Linked DNA regions of Pan troglodytes: region 2 is linked to region 1. Evidence: chromatin contacts called from public Hi-C data. All regions are on one chromosome and are shown on one strand. Each heading gives the region's core, a stretch centred on a gene start, on an enhancer-like site or on the middle of the called end of the contact. The rest is flanking DNA. Distances are from core to core; before and after follow the strand shown.

Region 1 (5,489 bases), core at 1,065-3,564:
GCCAGAAGTTCAAGACCAGCCTGGGCAAATAAAATAGACCCAGTCTCTACGCAAAATTTAAAACTCAGCCAGTCATGGTGGTGCACGCCTGTAGTCCCAGCTACTTGGGAGGCTGAGGCCAGAGGATCGCTTGAGCAGAAGAGTTCAAGGCTGCAGTGATCTTGCCACTACACTTCAGCCTGGGTGACAAAGGGAGACTCTGTCTGTCTTTCTCTCTCTCACACACACACACACACAAAAGAAACGTAAAAAAGAAAAATCTATAGTAATCAACTATTCTCATCTAAATGTTGCATATGGTTAACGTAGAAAAATAAATGACAAGTCAATCAGTAACACTGTGCATAGAAACCACCGTTAAGCACTTCATTCACCTGATACAGAGATGCCAAATTAGCTCTTCAGTTTAGCTTAGAGTGCTAGTTATATTTGAACTTGATACCTATCCTCCAAAAAAACCAAAATATTTCCGAACATTAACTCACAGTCTTTCATGTCATCTCTGAACAGGAAAGGGGACATTTGCTGCCTTTTGCTACAGAAAAATCAACCACCATACTGAATCATGTAACAGAAATACTTATATCTTGTTCTGAGGTTGCTGCTCAGATCTTGAGTGAAATATAATCACATGGTAAGGGGACCTGGGCCCTAAACACTTCATCCTGTCTACAGCTAAAGAACAGTACAGTATATGAGAATCCATCAGGATCATCACTTCTTACATGTGTTCGTATTGTCAGCACAGACTACGTAGCAAGTGTTCTACAGACGTCGAAAGAACTAGCAAACCCACTGTTGTTTGTGGCGCTCTCACTTCCTGTACTATTTTATTACTCAAGATAAGCCTAAAAGAACAGACAAAACTATCACGAAAACGATTTCTTAACAGAACTATTTTAAAACAAGAGAATCGTCAATTGAAATCATGCCATTTTCTTTCTCTGAAATCTTTAAATTACAGATGTGCTCATCTTTGTTGCCTGGATATGAGTTCTTTCAGCTGGGCAGCGGGAGACTCAAAGTAGTGACTTTTAAGGGATCCTACCAGAGGTGGGGGAGCCAATATAAATTACGTATCCTCATCTGAGACACTCTTCTGTCCTAATACCTGAAGCTTATACCTTGTCAGGTGGCTTTTCCACGGAAAAACGAGGACATAAGAGAGAGGGCGGACCTTAAGAGTTCTACGGAGGAGCCGGTAACGGCAGCAGGCTTGTCAATCAACTGCAAGGTTGCAGCCCAAAAGAAAAAGAACTCACTTGATCGCTCATCATCGACTCCTCAGAGGCCCTCTAGGACTACCGAGAATCTCTTGCCCTTTGGCTCTTGCCCCCGACATCTCTCCTCGCCCCCCGCCCTGCCCCAGGAGGTCTGGTCCTCTCACCCGCTGCCAAATTCTCACACAGCCTCAAAGGGATCCTCAGAGCGTAAAGCAGCCCCAGCCCCGCCACGAACCACAACGAGGCCCCAGTCCCCGCCAGCCCGGCCCGCAGTCGCTTCCTCCAGCCTAGCGTCGGGTTTAGGCCAGGGACAGATGCAGGAGACGCTCCAACAGCTGCGGCTTCACCCACGCCGCCACGGTCCGCCATCTTGCCGCTATCGCAGGCGCCAGGAGCTGGGAGGGGAGAAGGACAGGAAACCGGGAGTCGGGAATCCTGGGATAGTGGCGGACCTGAAGTTGGCCTCTGTGAAGGCTGAGTCCTGGGGAACCGGGACCGAGAAGATTTCGAAGGTGGAGGAGCGTGTCTCAAGATTGGGGCTACCTATTCTTTCGTGGGGCAGGGAAGGGGCGGACAGCAGCGCCTGTTCTGGAGGAACTGGACTGAGATGTGACCCCGAAGTGAAGTGTTACCGCTTCCAAACGAAATGAGAGTCACCTTTCACACCCCCCCCCCCGGGGTTGGAAAAGCCACCGATCGTTCCAGCTGCCGAGCAGCTCTTAGAGCTTTGGATTCGGCTGTCGTGGAGATAACGGACACCAGAAAAACTTGTAGGAGTAGCAACAGCTATTTGGTCGGATGGAGGCCAGAAGCCAAGAATAATCGAAACACGCTGCCAGCGCCCATTAGATGGATGGGAAATGAGTGTAACTCATTGGGAAAGATATTAGACTTCAAATCACCTAAGGCAAACCCTACTTCCTGGGGCGCGGGCGCGGGCGCTGGCGTTAGGAGACGTCACTCCCGCGCATAACTGACATGGGGCCCTCTTCGTTGGCGTTTCCGGGCGGGTCCTTCCGACGGCCGCCGCGGTGATTCCATCACTCGGCTTTCTTCCCGGCCTGCCTCGCGCCCGTAGCCGGGCTGGGCCAGAACAGCCCAAGATGGCCGACTTCGATGATCGTGTGTCGGATGAGGAGAAGGTAAGGGGTCCGCCTCTCTCTCTTACCTCCTCCCCCGACAGGGAACTGGGGCCCGGCCCGGCTGCGTTGGGAGCCTAGCAGTGTCCCCAGGAAAAAGAAGCTTCTTGGTCCATGCTGACATACGCTCTCCGCAGTCGGGACGCTTCCCTCTTACGGGGCTTTCCTCTGCCTCACGGTGGCCCCAGTTCCTCGTTCCTCGACTCTCCTTTTCTCTCAGGCCTGAGAGGCACAGCCCAGGGGCCTCCCTGCAAGGGAACAGACGTTTCCTTTATTGGATCGTGACTGTGGACTTTTTTCTGTAATTTTGCGAGAGGGTGGTGGTTATGTTGCGACATATCAAAAAGCAGTTATTTTACCGCCTTTAGCAGTTGGGGCTCACCCCATCCCCCCATTTGTAGATATAATTGGGGTTAGTTTAGGGCGAGTCACTTCCTGGTCAGGATGGCCTCTTAACTTCCCTTTTGCTCCTCCTTCCTCAGGAAGTGATTTTGCTGTCACGACTCTTCGACAGGGAGAGGTCCCAAATGTTGTCCATCTCACTACACATGCACTACTTTTCTCCTGTACTGTCGCCTGTCTGATTCGCTATAATAAATCTGTGAGCCTCAGGGCATTTGCTTCAGAATTTGAACACCAGTCTTTCCCTATAGACACATCCCTTTTAACGATAATTTTTGAAAATTTTGTTTCTTGTTAACAAATCTAGAATAGCTGATGGATTTTCTTAACCTCCAGAAAGGTTTTCTGTAACACATAATAAACCTTATGTTAACACGTTCAAGACTGAACAAAGCATCCTGCCTTCTTTGATGCTCCACTGTGGAGTCTTTGATTAGTTGAATTTGTCAGTGTGCAGTTTGTATACTCATTTCTTGAAAAGGGTCTTAAATACAAGAGCACATTCTAAGGTGGAATAACTTTTCTTCTGACAGTTGCACAGTTTCATAACAGTTTGTCAGGCTTTTCAGTAAGTACATGGTTTTAGGGCACGTAGAACTTAGAATGACCTCACAAGGCAACTTATTGGACAAGAATTATTACATTTGTCTCCCACTGTGGCTATTAGAAAATGTGTCCCCTTGAGTGCTCTGTAAATCTACCTGGGTGTTTTTTTCAATAAGAAGTTGGGATGGGAAGGGGACTGTTATGATCCATAAGTCCTCTGTACGGAATAACTTGATATATGTAGATATGGTATGCCATTTTGAAATGTTTAACAAGCCATTGACAACAGCGTTAGATTTTCTCTTATTTGGAAACTGATCTTCATACATGTTTAAGATTTAGGACAAAAACAAACATTTATGTATAAGCCTATGCTGGAAATCGATCTATAATAAATTGTTCTAAGGCAAATAGTTACTATTCAAATAAAATTAAGCAAAAATCCTGTTACAATACAACTAAACAATTTTTTTTTTTTGAGACGGAGTCTCGCTCTGCTCACTGCAACTTCCGCCTCCCCGGTTCAAATTATTCTCCTGCCTCAGCTTCCCGAGTAGCTGGGATTACAGGCACCCGCCACCAAGTCCAGCTAATTTTTGTATTTCTTGTAGAGAGTGGGTTTCGTCTTGTTGCCCAGGCCGGTCTCAAACTCTTGGGCTCAAACGATCCATCCGTCTCTGCCACTTAAAGTGCTGGGATTACAGGCGTAAGCCACCGCGGCCGGCCAAAATTTCACAAATAATTTAAATAATAAACTTTTAAGTTTATTGTGCCTACCTGATACACATTGACCAGTGTTGTTGGATTTTTGTCTTTGATACCAGGTTAGAATGCCTTTAATTAAACTTGGGAAAATATATATTTTAAAATGCCAATTAAGATGCCTTTAGATACTGGCAGTGTTTTAATTAATAACATTAATGTCTTGGGTTATGGTTTTTTTTTTTTTTTTTGAGATGGAGTCTCGCTCTGTCACCCGGGGTGGTGTGCAGTGGTGCGATCTCCGCTCGCTGCAACCTCTGCCTCTCTGGTTCAAGCGATTCTCCTGCCTCAGCCTCTCGAGTAGCTAGGATTACAGGCGCCCGCCACCACGCCTGGCTAATTTTTTGTATTTTTAGTAGAGACGGGGTTTCACTATGTTGGCCAGGCTGGTCTCGAACTCCTGACCTCATGATCTGCCCGCCTTGGCCTCCCAAAGTGCTGGGATTACAGGCGTGAGCCACCGAGCCCAGCCAGTATTGTTTTTTTTAATAGCAGATCTGTGACCAGTTTCCTCTTCTAGCATACTTTTTTTGTTGCCAAGTATATTTTAATATTGTTTTTTATCTTTGTTACATTTTCTAAAGGCAGTGAACCTTTAGAAAATTTGGTGATAATGGACTCTTAATTTCCTTGTAAATATTTATGTAAAAGCTAGTAATATCATCTATTCTCATAACTGCTGAAGTTTTTTTAATCACTTTATAAAGAGGAAGTTGGGTTTTGTTACCTGAAATGGTCATGATGAGCTGTCTAAATAAAACAGGAAGTTGAAAGTGTAATAACTTTTAGAAATAAATCTTTTAGTTGTAGCTTTGAGTTCACAGTTTCTGAGAATGAACTTGAGCTCTTTAGTTACATGCTTAGCAAGACCAAGATACTATAATTAGGAATCCTGAAATATGAGATGAATTACTTCTTTGGGTTCTTTTCATTGTCTATTTCCTTTATTTCATTCAACATTTGTAAAACATAAAAGCAAAGAGAATTTTGGGGGGCTGGAAAAAAGTGTGACTAGCATATTTTTTCCCTTCAGCCTAACTAGTGGAATATTTGTGTACAATTTCAAAAGTATGGTAATTGAGAAGTTATGCTTTCAGTTTAGACAATGCTTTCAGTAATAAGATAAAGTTTTCAGTATTAAGAAAAACTACATGCTTTCAGTTTAGACAATGGTAGTGGTGTTAAGGCATTTTTGAGAAACAAGTTTATCAAAATTATTTAGTAGAGCTGTAGAAAATGTTGTAAATAGATGAAATATGAGGGCTTTGTTAGAGCACATGAAAAATATTTTATACTTTTTTTTTTTTTTTGAAACGAAGTCTTGCACTGTCTCCCAGCGGGCTGGAGTACAATGGTACGATCTCGGCTCACTGCAACCTCCACCTCCTGAGTTCAAGTGATTCTCCTGCCTCAGCAT
Region 2 (5,489 bases), core at 1,270-3,769, 220 kb before region 1:
CTCAAGAACTGAGACAGAACACATTTCTGTTGTTTTAAGCCGCCCAGATAGAAACTACTATAGTTGATGACAGAATGAGAACTAGACTCCAGATTTTTTAACCTCTAGCCTAGACCTCTTTTACTCCATTGCTGCCTCCCCAAACCAGCAATAAACATTTATGGAAATTTACTTATTTGGAAAAAAATTGACACAATCTATAATTTTTAAGCACTTTAAGTTGTTGCCTGACACAATAGGCATTTAATAAATATTTTACTGTCCAGTTGATAAAATGATAGACATTAAAATGTTATATTTTGTTATACAAATCTAAGATATTGTTATGAACCATTTTTTACCTCTGCGTACACCTATGCACCAGACTCTAAATTTATTTACAAGGTTTATGTATTGAAGAATCACAGACCTCCATAACTGTCTCACTGCTACAATCTGAAAGATACACGAGGTTCACAAGCCCTGCCTGTTCCCTACTTCTAGGGGTGAAAAATTAAAAGGAAAGCAATCTGAACACCTTCAAGACTCTGAATCCTACAAGGCAGGGATGTTCTCATTTTTGCGGAGTCCTTCTACACTCATTTAGGAATACGCAGAAGGGAAGCCAGGAAATCAGGGGAGTTGCCCATTGCTCTAAAGGAAGTAGGTCACAGAGCACTGCTCCCACCCAGTCAGCCAGGGAAAAGAATGGGTGGTGGTGGGTTAACAGCTACAAAGGGAATGAGGGAAAGAAAGGAGGACCTGCCGGGCATGGTGGTTTACGCCTGTCATCCCAGCCACTTTGGGAGGCCAGCGGGTGGATCACCTGAGGTCAGGAGTTTGAGACCAGCCTGGCCAACATGGCAAAACCCCATCTCTACTAAAAATATAAAAATTAGCTGGGCACAGTGACAGGCGCCTATAATCCCAGCTACTCGGGAAGCTGAGGCAGGAGAATCGCTTGAACCCAGAAGGCGGAGGTTGTAGTGAGAGATTGCGCCATTGCACTCCAGTCTGGGAGACAGAGCAAGACTCCATCTCGATTAAAAAAAAAAAGAAAAGAAAAGAAAAACAAGGGAGGAGCTGATTCACTAGAACAACTCTTAGAGTGACTCAGAAGCCAGCAGAAAATAGCTTGTTCTCCCACATCTGCTTCATTGTCAGGCGATGAGGCACTTCCTCATTGCATACCCATAGGCAGAGCGAAAGGGAGGAGGAGGAAATGGGATTTTTCAAGTTCCTTTGCCTGCTCCAGCACCTAACACTCTGTATTTGTAATCATTTCAGACATTTTGTTTCAAGTCAGTATTTATTGAGTACCTACTCTGTGCCTGGCCCTTCATCTTAGCTTTCAGATTGTCAGTTTTCAGAACACAAGGCATAATGCCTTTCTGAAGTTCAGTATACCCTGCATCATTACTCCAGATTCACTTACACTGCTATTGAGCACCTTCACTCATAGTCTTGCTATCCTTCATATACAGAGATGACCCTCCCAAGCCTAAAATCAACAAGGGGAGGCATAGAGCTGTCCTTCTGGCTCTAATGTTTGCTTTACCATCATCCACGCCCATTCTTAGTCCAGCATGTGAGAGCCAGTGTGAAGTGAGCAGAATATGGCATAAGTATGGAGTCATACATCCTTACTGGAAATTCTTTACCATTTACTAGCTCTATGACTTTATTTGACTTCTCTGAATCTCTATCTTCTCATCTGTAAATTGGACACAATGATGTCTATCCTACACTGTAGGATAGATTTCTCATACAGCACTGAAAATGACATCAAATACCATTAAATGAAAGTACATGGCACAGTGATAACATGATAAATACTTGTTTACTTCTTTCAGACTATAATCGCACAAACTGATCACATCCCTCAGTCAGACTGTAAACTGCATGAGGCAGGCTGCATCTGCCTTGGGGACTGTCTGCCTAGGCAAGCACTAGGTCCCTAATGCTGTCTTGCGAATTATAATTGCTAAGTTTAGGGATAATGTATTAAGTGTACTACATTATTTATGCATTATGAATATTCGTCTCAAATATTTATTATATTGTATTTAAAATAATGTGGTTATTGTAAATGTAACCAGCTGAATCAATCTGTGAGCTGACAGCCATTCTGTGGAAAAGGAATTCAGAAACTTTGACCTTAGGTAGGGATACAACTAGTTATACATCCACTCCCCTCTCTGAGTTATTTGGTCCTGCCTAAGACTTGCTGCCACCAAGATCTGCATTCCTGTGTTCACAAGGCAGACATTCCTTGCATCCTCTGTACTCTCCATTGTTTCAACTTCACTGCAAACACCATTCCCCACAATATAATGAGGCCAAGGACAGAAAACAGTCGCCTCAGCTGGCAAGCATAGGGTGGAAAAACCTGCCACACAAATTTGCAATTATTTGACTTCCGCCTGGAAGGCAGGTCGGCTGGGTTTATGTCCCCCAAAGTTAGTATCCTCTTCTGTACAAAATGTGGTTGAGAGAAGGATGATCTCCAGGTGTTTCATCTTTGCACCCTTGCTTCCAGCACCACGCCCACAGGCGCTTCCAGAAAAAAGAAAAAAAAGGGAGCAAGGAAGCCAGGTTTTTCAACAACGAATTCATTCTAATGCAGACACCAAAGCCCACTTCATTTATTAACATTCTGGATAAAATCCCAATCGATTAGGCCACCAGAGCCCTCCATTCCTAAACTCCCCGTACAGTCAGGTAAAAGCACGAAGCACTAGTCACGGTCCTGCCCAGAAACCACGCAGAGGTGGAAAGTTGCAGACCCCGAGCCGGGAGGGGCGCGAGCCCATCCTGAAGCCCAGGACCCAGGAGGGCGCTTCCTCCCGGAAGTGACGCGAGCTCAATCCCGGCCTTGCTCTTCCCAAACAAAAGGGATCTTGGGGCCCCGGGAGGAGCCTGAATGACTTTGGAGAAGCCCCGCCTCCAGCCGGCGCGGATTGGGGCCGAGGCTGGAGAAGCAAGGAGGCGATTGGCGCTGGTGAATGCCAATGCCCCCGCCGGGCGGCTGAGGGGGCGGAGCCTCAGCCGCTGTGGATGGGGAGTGGAGGCGGAGGGGAGCGGAGCCCGGAGCGTCGTGGAAAGGTAGGAGCAACTATCCCTGGGGCTTGGTGATGGCTGGGAGGCCGGGTTCTCAAGAGCAAAGCAAGGATAGGGGCACCGGTAGCCTCCCGCCGCCGTCTCAACGGCCTCTGGGCCCATCCCCTGAGGGGGCGGGGCCGTCTCCTCCACCTCCCGGTATTCCCCGAGGAGGCGGCTCCTCATCCTTCGAGGGTCCTCACAGCTACTTTTTGTCCCTCGTCGATTCCCAGCTCCTCAGAAGGGGCTTCCCTCTGACACCCCTCATTCAAAGGCGCCTCCCACCCCGCACCTCAGCCTTGGCGGAGAGGACTCACAGGTACCGATTCTCTAGGCTGCCGCCCCCAACCCCATTTTGTACCCCCGGAAGGCCAGACATCCCTCCCTACACCTGTCCCTGCTCGCCAGGGTGGGACTGGAGCTGCTTTCCTCCGTAAGATAAAATTGGTGTTTCCCAAAAAGGAGGGATGGGGCGAAGCAAAAATCAAAGACCGACCTAGACAGCCAGCTTTACGGAGGAAGCGGCTTCTCCCACTTAAGTTCTTCCCATCCCCCATTCTCTGATGCTCAGTCTTCCTCCCGCAGCCCCTCGCATCCTCTGGCCTCTTGTGAGGAGTCGAGAGCTCTCCTGTTTTGGGACTTCTTTGGACTGTGAAAGAGGGAGAACTAGGACCTCCTCTCCTTCACCCTTTGTACCTTCCTTCTACTTTCTGTTCCTTCTGGGAGAACCCAGCCTCTAAGGGTTTCTTAGGTTTGAATTGCGTTTCATTTTTCCTTTTCCACCCTATTTCCTCCCTGAGAACTTGATGAAAAGCCATCTTATATTTCACAGTGAGGTGGGTGTGTTGGATATCTGCAGAGTTGGCTTTGTGTGGGCAGGAATGCAGTATTTGTTGCTTGACAGTCAATGAATAACACCATGTTTTCAAATGAAACAGTATACATAAGTAAATAAGTAGCAGTGGATTCGGAATGAGTATATCCCAGTCTAGGGTGGGCTGGTCCATTGCTCAGGGAGACTGCAGTTAACCTTGAAGGTATACTGCAGGTTGAAACAAAAGACAGGAAGTGTTTGAAGAAAATTCAGGGTCAGTCATCTAGGTTTATGATTAATCTAGTCCTGTGTCCTTTGGTAACTCTCTAACCCCTTTTTTATAGTGTCCTCCCCGCCCCCAGGAAACATTCATGTATATTTTGATTGGTTTTACGATCATCTATCAAAATTTAGAGGATGAAAAGTAAGAACAATTTTTAAATCTCAGAGATAAGAGTAAATAAAGGCAAGGTATTCTAGCTATTCATGTTTACCAAAAAGTGCCTCTCTAGTGTGCTCCTAAAGGTTTTGTCAAGTGGCCTTCATTTCAGCAGGTGCAAAGTATTGATTTTGACCTCATGTTAATGTCGTTGAATCCCCAGTAATTATCTATTGCTAGCGCTTTTATATATTAAAATTTACCATATTTTTAGCATAGTTTCTTTTGCTTCCAATCTCAAGTCTACCTCCCCGCTGTCAGCTATAGCCAAAGCTGATGGCAATAAAATGCAAGGAGTTGGAATCACAGAGGGTGATTGTAATGACTGTTGTCTTTTACCTTCTTGATTAGACTTTCTGAAGGTAGACTTCCTAAAGATAATTACTTTTGAATAGTTAGGTTTGAAGTTTTCAGAGCCACTCGGTGTTCACAGGTCTTCTCAGTGATTGTTTCCAAATCTCCAGTAAGAAAGTACAAAGAAGAAACTGGAGGGTGTCTCTAGCAAACGCAATGTGTGCTGCAATAGAAGGGTAAGACGTGAGCTCCCAGCAATAACAGCAGAAAAAACTAAAAGCAGAACAGAAAATCCCAAAAAGATAAGTTGTATTATATCAACAGAGAACAGAAAATAAACTAAGGTAAGAGACTAAGCAAACCAAAGTTGTGATTGCCGAGGTTTAATAGGAAAAAGCAAATAATATTCTTTTATTATTTAGCACAGTAAGCAAGATCTGTTTGTTACACTTTTGGGTCTTGCAAATCTTTCCTTTAACCTTTTCAACACCTGTTTGGTCCTGCTAGATGAAGAAAAGCATAGTATGCAGAGGATAGATGTCTGATCTCTCTCCTTGAATTATAAATTCTTTGAGGGCAGATAGTTTTTTGTTTTTCATCTTTGTATCTTTCACAGTTCCTAGTATATAATATGACTTAATGAGTGTTTGTTTAACTTAGTTTGAAGCTGTCACCTTAGGGTAGACTGAAAGGCAATGTACTGATTAGATTTGGCACAATTTGTTAGTATAAACGGCCTACTTGTTGTCTCATTTAACTTGATTTTCCCCATCTTCTGTCTTATGAAATTCCAGTGTCTTAAGTGACTAAAATTTTGAATTTCTTATAAAGAAATATCTGTGAGGCAGGGTGTGGTGGCTCATC

Evidence for each region. A called contact is a pair of places that touch in the nucleus more often than the background predicts.
Region 2: a Hi-C map of stem cell-derived neural progenitor cells shows a contact between it and region 1, with 12 times the contacts expected there. The contact joins the promoter of CTTNBP2NL here to the promoter of CAPZA1 in region 1. A contact is called at or near these places in 2 of 7 Hi-C or Micro-C datasets (a lymphoblastoid cell line and stem cell-derived neural progenitor cells), 1 of 1 datasets of contacts at active chromatin or transcription factors (stem cell-derived excitatory neurons) and 1 of 1 other capture datasets (stem cell-derived neural stem cells).

What each region holds. Positions count from the first base shown.
Region 1 is chr1:118,571,022-118,576,510 of NHGRI_mPanTro3-v2.0_pri, reverse strand. CAPZA1 (capping actin protein of muscle Z-line subunit alpha 1) reads left to right here and starts at 2,314. Exons shown (of 10, transcript NM_001280282.1): 1 at 2,314-2,365. The coding sequence starts at 2,327. It overlaps ST7L (suppression of tumorigenicity 7 like), which reads right to left and starts at 2,291. Exons shown (of 15, transcript XM_063798255.1): 1 at 2,126-2,291.
Region 2 is chr1:118,795,961-118,801,449 of NHGRI_mPanTro3-v2.0_pri, reverse strand. It overlaps CTTNBP2NL (CTTNBP2 N-terminal like), which reads left to right and starts at 2,519. Exons shown (of 6, transcript XM_513635.6): 1 at 2,519-3,084.